2 separate regions of the Gossypium hirsutum genome follow, and region 1 is linked to region 2. A link is a contact called in public Hi-C data. All regions are on one chromosome and are shown on one strand. Each heading gives the region's core, a stretch centred on a gene start, on an enhancer-like site or on the middle of the called end of the contact. The rest is flanking DNA. Distances are from core to core; before and after follow the strand shown.

The links. Hi-C and Micro-C count contacts between places; a contact is called where the count stands out from the background.
Region 1: a Hi-C map of leaf shows a contact between it and region 2, with 1.7 times the contacts expected there. The contact joins the promoter of LOC107955723 here to the enhancer-like site in region 2. A contact is called at or near these places in 4 of 34 Hi-C or Micro-C datasets (anther and leaf).

What each region holds. Positions count from the first base shown.
Region 1 is chrD07:51,108,742-51,112,551 of Gossypium_hirsutum_v2.1, forward strand. It overlaps LOC107955723 (probable lipid-A-disaccharide synthase, mitochondrial), which reads left to right and starts at 2,381. Exons shown (of 9, transcript XM_041097798.1): 1 at 2,381-2,755; 2 at 3,087-3,141; 3 at 3,451-3,556; 4 at 3,661-3,810. The coding sequence starts at 2,517.
Region 2 is chrD07:50,937,421-50,941,299 of Gossypium_hirsutum_v2.1, forward strand. No RefSeq gene overlaps it. Among protein-coding and RNA genes, the nearest start is that of LOC121219525, 41 kb to the left of the region's middle. Within about 2 kb of position 1,746, at least 1 of the 9 cell types and tissues checked has an H3K27ac peak or open chromatin away from gene starts, as enhancers often do. A contact at or near this core is called in leaf, where this site is marked.

The sequences.
Region 1 (3,810 bases), core at 1,131-3,630, 170 kb after region 2:
CTAGGCCATCTCGGTGGTTGATGTAATCTCACGAATTTGAGTTTAACATCTAGGTCGGGATGGGGAGGTTACAACTAAATTGAATAAAATAGAAAATAACATGATTTGATTGATATGAGGTACCTGGTATGAAATTGAGTTAGAACATGTTATATGTTGTATTGGAATGGTGAATTGAGAATGATAGAATGTGAATTGAACTATGTGATGAAATTGGAAATTTGTTACCCTATTAATTGTATAGGTTTATACTACATGTTTATACTTTGATTTATTTGATGATGCACTTACATGCTAGTATATTTGCTTCGGTACATCCAATGATGCACTTATGTGAAAGTATATTTGCTTCAGTTTATCTGATGATGCACCATGTGTGCCAGTATAATTGCTTCGATTCGTCCGATGATGCACCTCGTGTGCCAGTATAATTGTTTTGGCTTGCCCGATGATGCACTATGTGTGCTAGTATCTTTCCTTCGATATATCCAATGATGCACTATGATGCTAGATTAAGATGTAGGTTGACTAATCTGTGTCTCCGTCTTGAAATTTGAGTCAGGTTAATAAGGTTATCTAAACATGATTTGGCTATATGGTTGATTGAAATGAAATGTGAATTGATTTGATATATTTGCACACATATGAAATGTGATAATTGATAGCATGTGAAAGACCATACGAAATGGTTAAAAGTGTACCCTGGGGACTGATTGTGTTAAATGAGCTTATAAGCTCAGAAATGATAGAAATTTGATATGAAATGATGATCATAGTAAATGAATAAGCATATGTGCCTATAAATGACAATGTGAATTGATGAAGTTGTATAAAATATGAATGAAAATGAGATTAAATATCAAATTGGTACATAAATGTATATGTAAGTAATTGAATTAAATATGCTATATTTTTGTTAATAGAATGGATGATATAAATGTTAGTTTGACTATCAAATGGAATTTTGTAGTAGAATGAAATTTTTATATTGAATATGCAAATTGTTTTAATTGAATTGTAGCATATTTGGATTGAATTCTTATATTGATTATTGCTTATGTTGTGACTAGAAATATGAAAATCATCACTGATCGTAATTGTTCAGCGTAAGGTTTGTTTTATCTATGCACAGGTATAGTAGATTCCAGATAGATTGAGCAGTTGATCCAACATCTAGCTAGCAATCTGCGACTCAGCAAAGTTTGTAAAGTTCTCTTTTGATTAGTATATGGTATGTACATAGGGTTTAAGCAGGTTTTGTATCGAAAATGGTTGAATTTAAAACTTAGTTGCTTGATGTTGTTTTGAAGTATCATTTTGGCATATTTTAGCTTGAATGTAGTTAGCGTATTATTGTTTTTGTTGTAATTGAAATGTAAAGTATTATTATAGGTCTCGTCACATCGCAACGAGAAGTAGCTCAGGATTCACGTTGCGACAATGTGTACTCGAGGTCACGACAAGATTTACTTAGTATGTTACGTCGTGACGAGGAATCCTCGACATCACGATTTCAACCTGAGATTTTGAAATATTTATGATTTGGTCCTAATTCGATCTCAGGTTAACATTAAAGCTTTCGTAAGCTTGAAGACTCAGAAAGGTTTGTAAATCACATCATATTCATGAATAGCTCGTAACTAAATGTGCATTGGTATAAATTGATTCTATTTGACTGTAGTTGCTCTGGCAACGAATGTGAAATCTTGTAGCTCAGACCCGACGATTGAGTCGGGTATGAAGTGTTACACTATATATAATATTTTAGCTTCTACTTTAAGTAAAGAGGATAGAATAAAATTTTAACATTTTAATAATATTCATAAAATTTAATTTAATTTAAAAATATGTTATAGGAAAAATAAATTTAAAAAAGTTTATAAAATAATAAGCAGAAAGGAGAAAGGCAAGAAGGCAAAAGTTTGTCAGGAAAAGTTATTGTAAAATTTATATATGTTATCTTTTTTCTTTTCTTGCCATATGTTATCTTTTTGGTTCATGTAGAAGAAAACATGTTAGTAAAGAAATGCAAATGGTGCTTTCAAAATGAAGCTTATGAGAATCAACATCCATCTTCATAACCATAAACTAATTTAGTCAAGTTAGCTTTATTATTATTATTATTATTTTTATGTAATATATTAAATGATTAAAAATTAAATAAATTATTTTTAAGTATTGATTAAAAGATAAAATTAATTAGAAATCATTTGATTAGAAAATAATTTTAAAAAATAGAAACTAAAACCACTGATATTCCTAGTAAAAATAGAAGATATGGAATTAATATCCAAAATTAATAATATTAACCAGGCCATTTATGTGAGTCCATGTTTGCATCAGACATGGGCCTTTGTTGTCTCGAAACTGTTGGGTCCTTTACATTGCTCTCTTGTTTTCTTCGAACTGCAAACTAAACTGCGGAAGAGTGTTGCAGCAACTGCACTAGACGACTCTTGCTTCCATCACATTTCCTTTTCAACTGTTCTCATAGAAATACTATACCGAAGATATCGATGTGGTTGGCAGCGATTCGATGTGTGAATATATTTAAGAATAGCATTTGTTGGAAGACCCCATTGAGGAGATATTTATGGGTTTCAAGCAAATCCTTAATAGACAGAGCCGCCAGTGAAGGGGAGTTGAGAGTGTTCATTGTTGCAGGAGAGGTTAGTGGAGATTCCATTGCCTCTCGTCTTATGGCTTCCTTAAACAAGATTTCCCCTCTTCCTATCCGCTTCTCGGGTGTAGGCGGGTATGCTTTTTAACTATATATCATTGCCTTTGTATTTTTAGCATTAGCTAGGTGAATTTTGAGTATGGGTTTTATTTATTTTTGCTGAAAAAGAGTAACAAAAATAAGTAAAAAGGAAAGGGCATACGTGAAAGAACTCAGGAAAGCTATTTCCATTCTTTATATCATCTATCTGTTTCAGTAGATTAAAAAAAGGTGGGCGGGGGGGGGGCGGGGGAGATTTATGTCCATATGTGTTGCAACTAGGCAACTTGGCAGAATCAATTTGATGTTAGTTATCTGAACTCTCATGGGGTTCTTTCTAAAGTATTTTCTCTGTGTATATAATAAGGTCCAGGATGTCCAATCAAGGCATGAAATCCTTGTTCCCAATGGAGAATATTGCGGTAATGGGAATCTGGGAATTATTACCACACTTCTATAATTTCAGAGTGAGTAGTTTGGAACCAAGGTGATTGAACCTTTACCATAAAAGTTTGCACTACCAACAACTGTTGGTTAAGGCACATTGCACTTCCAAAGGGAGAACTCAGGTTCGAATCTCAGAGATGACTTTGTTGGGAGAGGCAGCCATGAATCCTGAAAAGATTAGTCTTCGTGGACCATAAAATGAACCTGGAGGATTCCTTGAAAAAAAAAAAAAAAAACTTTGCACTAAACTACTGATGGACCATTTGTATTTGATGAAATGTCAGGTAAAATTGAAGGAAACTGTGGAGGCTGCATTACAGTTCCAGCCTCACGTGGTTGTGACGGTGGACTCCAAGGGATTTTCTTTCCGTCTACTTAAGCAGTTACGGGGTAATATCACCAATTTGTTGGAGTTAGGATCAATTTTTTGTGTATTTGCATATTGTCTGTGCAATATTATGTGCCGGAACATAAGGAATGTTTATTTTTTGCAGCTAGATACAACCAACAAAGGTCAGATAGACCAGTACTCTTTCATTATGTTGCACCATCATTCTGGGCATGGAAAGGAGGTGAAGCAAGACTCAAAGGCCTATCTAAATTTGTGGATTATGTGTTCTGTATACTTCCCAATGAGGAAGCAG
Region 2 (3,879 bases), core at 496-2,995:
TGATTTTTTTATTCTTGAAATTGTCTGAAACATCAAAATTGGACCAAGATTTGGTTTCTTGATTTTCTTGAAAATAAGAAAGTGAATCTTGATTTTCTTTTTTGGCTGTATGCGCATCTAAGGCCTTGGTAACGAAGTCTTGGATGGTCCCGTTCAATCTTGCTCGGATTTGCTTGGCCTTTGACCTCATTATTAGGTCTTAAGAAAATTTGAGCCCATCACGTTCATGAGCCTGATTTTGGGCCTTGAGGCTCGCATCAATAATGTTACACGATCTTACTCACATGAGTTAACGAATCATATTATGTATACTCATTGTTGCATTTAAATGACCGATTATTTAGCTAATAGACGAAGTATAAGATTATTTAACCACATAAACAAACTTAATGAGTAAACATTTATCAAAATGACATAGTTTTGTCTTTTAACTTAATGGTTTTGACTTTTAACTTTAGAAAAGGTAAACATTTATCAAAACGACATAGTTTTGCCTTTTCTTATTCGGATTTTAGGATAACTCGAAACGTGTAATTTATATTCGAGTTAAACCAAAAAATTTAGTTTTTTATTTGAGTTGATCCGAATAACTTGATTAACTAAAATAGCTTGAATTATTTAATTCAAAATTTAAATTTTTTATCGAGTTTTTTGAATCGAATCAAATTTTGCTTACCCCTAATTGGACACACTTGAACTAAAGTCCTCTTACATTAATAACAATATCTATACTAATCGAGTTAATACTCAATTCACAACATATCCGCAAATCTAAAACAATGTACGGATATTAATTATATAAAAACATAATAAAAGATGAATACAAATATTATACCGACTATCTTAGCTGTTTGGATGAATTGTGCGGAGTGAAATCCCATTTCCCTATATAAGATAGGAGACATACAGTATGACCTAGTATTTAACAGAGCAATTTATAGATAGATGCATACAAATTGTTGATGACAAAAAAGGGTTCATGTTGCCTGTCTTTAGCTATTTGAGACACTTTGCCTGCTCTGCTAATTTTAGGGTTGTTTTGCAGATTGAAAATGAAAGATTTCCCCATCTCACAATTTCCATCAACCAATTGAAGATGTTTAGGAAGGTAAATTCAAGGATTATGTAATTTTTATTTTAAAAATGGTAATAGTGAAATAAAAAGAACGTGAAGTGAAGGGGCATTTGCAGAAAGTAATAAATGAGTGAGGTGAGAAGGCAATGGAAGGTCATGATGACTATTCATAAATAGGCTCAGATGGGGTTGGTAGGTGGCTTTGCTCCTTTCTCTCTGTGTCTCAGCTCAATCAAATGCATGCAAAACCATTACAACCACGACGTGCTTATTTCAGAAACTCAAGGCATCAAAAAAGCAACTGCCTTCCTCACACCATTCAATGCGCCTTTGTGTATTTGGATATCACATTTATTATTCATAGTAAAAATAAATATTATTATTTAAATATTTAAATTTGTTATTTGAGGTTTTATTTAGACATCCAAATCATTATTTACTGATAAAAACATAATTTTTAAGTCCTGATCTGATTTGGATTTGGATAAAGAATTAGTAGTTCTAATCATGACATTCCTGCTGGACCATGGCATTAGTTGTAGTGCATGTATGGAGGCCGAATTATATTTTTTGACTAAAGATTTAGATATCCCTGCTCTGCACTGCACTGTACTGCACTGCCAAATGCCATGGGTGGCCCCTTAAATGTAATTAGAGAAGGCACGTGGCACGTAGTATAAATAATAAATAAGAGGGGGGGACCATTTGAGATTGACCTAACAATGCAAAAACCTCTCCATTCTGAGACTGCCGCAGTTAATACATACATACATACTATAAGACATGGGAATTAGGGAATTACAGTAGCTTTTGCTATTGCTTTTTTCTTATATGAGTTTGGGAAGTGCAAAGAGAGGGACAAAACGGATGGTCAAACTATGTGGTACATTGCTGCTACCCTCCCATTTGGCATTTGTATCTAACCCTCTTTGGCCTAGGGTCTTTTTGTTTGTTATTTCCCTTTCTTTTCTGCCCTATTGAAGAAAAATATTTTATAGTGATTGGTAGGTACGTAAACCTATCTATGGGTTTTGAAAAATAAAAACCCCTATCCATGGGTTAGATAAAATTCGTTGTTCAATATTAATCTTTTATAATTAAAGGTAAATAAGATTAATTAATTTTTATATATTAGATTAAATAGTAAATTGATATTTTTTTATTAAAAATTTTATCTATTTTAAAATTTAGTGTGGCTGGTAGAATAATTAGATAGTGACATGTAGCATGTAATGTGCACCTCATGGTTTTTAATGTAAAAATAAATGTAATTTTTAACAGATCAATAATCAATATACTCTTTTCTCTAATGTATAAGGGCTAATTTATTATTTTATAAATAGTAGGAATAAAATGTAATCCAACTTTTACCAATGAGATATCTATAGTATCTCTATTGAAAAGTTATAATTTAAAGTCCCAAACTCACTTTTATTTATTGCTAAAAAAATTAAATTTGGATGCACTATCTAATTTCAATTTAAGCTTTTTCTAGCTTTTCCTTTTCATAAGATCAAAGGGTATCTCAAGATTTACTTAGATTTTAATTCTCTATTTTAACAATATATTTGCTCATTTTTGTCTTGATATATGGCTTTATAAAAAGAATCTCACGATATTAAACCTTGATGGAAAAATACCCAAGCTTCTAAGGAAGTAGGAATAGTGAGATTAAGTACAATTCTTTTGCATGTTAAACGATGAGAAAGGATTGTATGAACAGTGATGTTACGACATCTGTATTTATTTTTTAATAGTTTTATGTTACATTAATATTTTTATCTTAAATTTTATTATTTTTTAGAAACAAATCAAATTAAAATTAAAATTTTAAAACATAAAATTATTGGAAAGAGAAAATATCTCTGCTTCATACAATCTTTTCTCGTGAAACGATATTTGTTAAAATAAAATTAACGATAATATTTTAATTTAATATGAGTTTGAAAGGTTAAAAGTTGCAAAACATCTATTTTTTTAAAGTAAAAAAACATTCTTTAATTTCAAAGGATTTTTCTGAAAGCAATTTCAAAGAAATTAAGAAGAGAGAAAAGGAAGCATTTACTAACAAAACAAGCACAGAAAACGACACATCAACCAAATCCCTTTGTTATTACTTTGATAAACTTATGGCACACAAGACTGAGACTGTATATAAATAGATAAGTCTAAGGAGCTTTTTCTCATCTTTCATGGCACTGTTTCCACTTCCTCCATAGCCATTTTCTACTGACCAGTCCAAAAAGTCTTAACCCTTCTTCATTGGCTTCCCGAGCCATAAGCTGCTATCAATGGCTCAACGACGCCCATTGCCACCCTTGATCATGGACCTGACCATCGCAGTTCGTCCACCAGGTCATCAACATCCTAGCTCAAGAAAAGTAGATTTCATGTTTTGAAGTAGATGGCAATATCTCTCCTGAGCTTATTCTTCTTATATCTTTTCTTCTATTCTCGAAATTCTTTGATGATTATTCGAGTTTTCTTGACCTTGCAAGTCCGTAAGCAAGGTAAAATTGTTCTTGACCACTTTAAGAATTTTCAAGAGACTCTGAGCATGAAATTTTCATCAAAAGTTCGAGAAAGTTCTTATCTATCTTCTATCCCTCCTGAGCTGTATCTTCTCTTGGTCTCATTTCTCTTTAACCTAGCTAGGGTTATCTTTTATCATCTGTTTCGGTTTTAACTTAAAGTATTTCTGAATGCAATTGGATTATCCGAATAAAATTTATGAGCTTACACCGGTATGTACGTGGTTGTTCAAAGAAATATGTATTTACCAATTTTAGTTTTCTTTACATTTT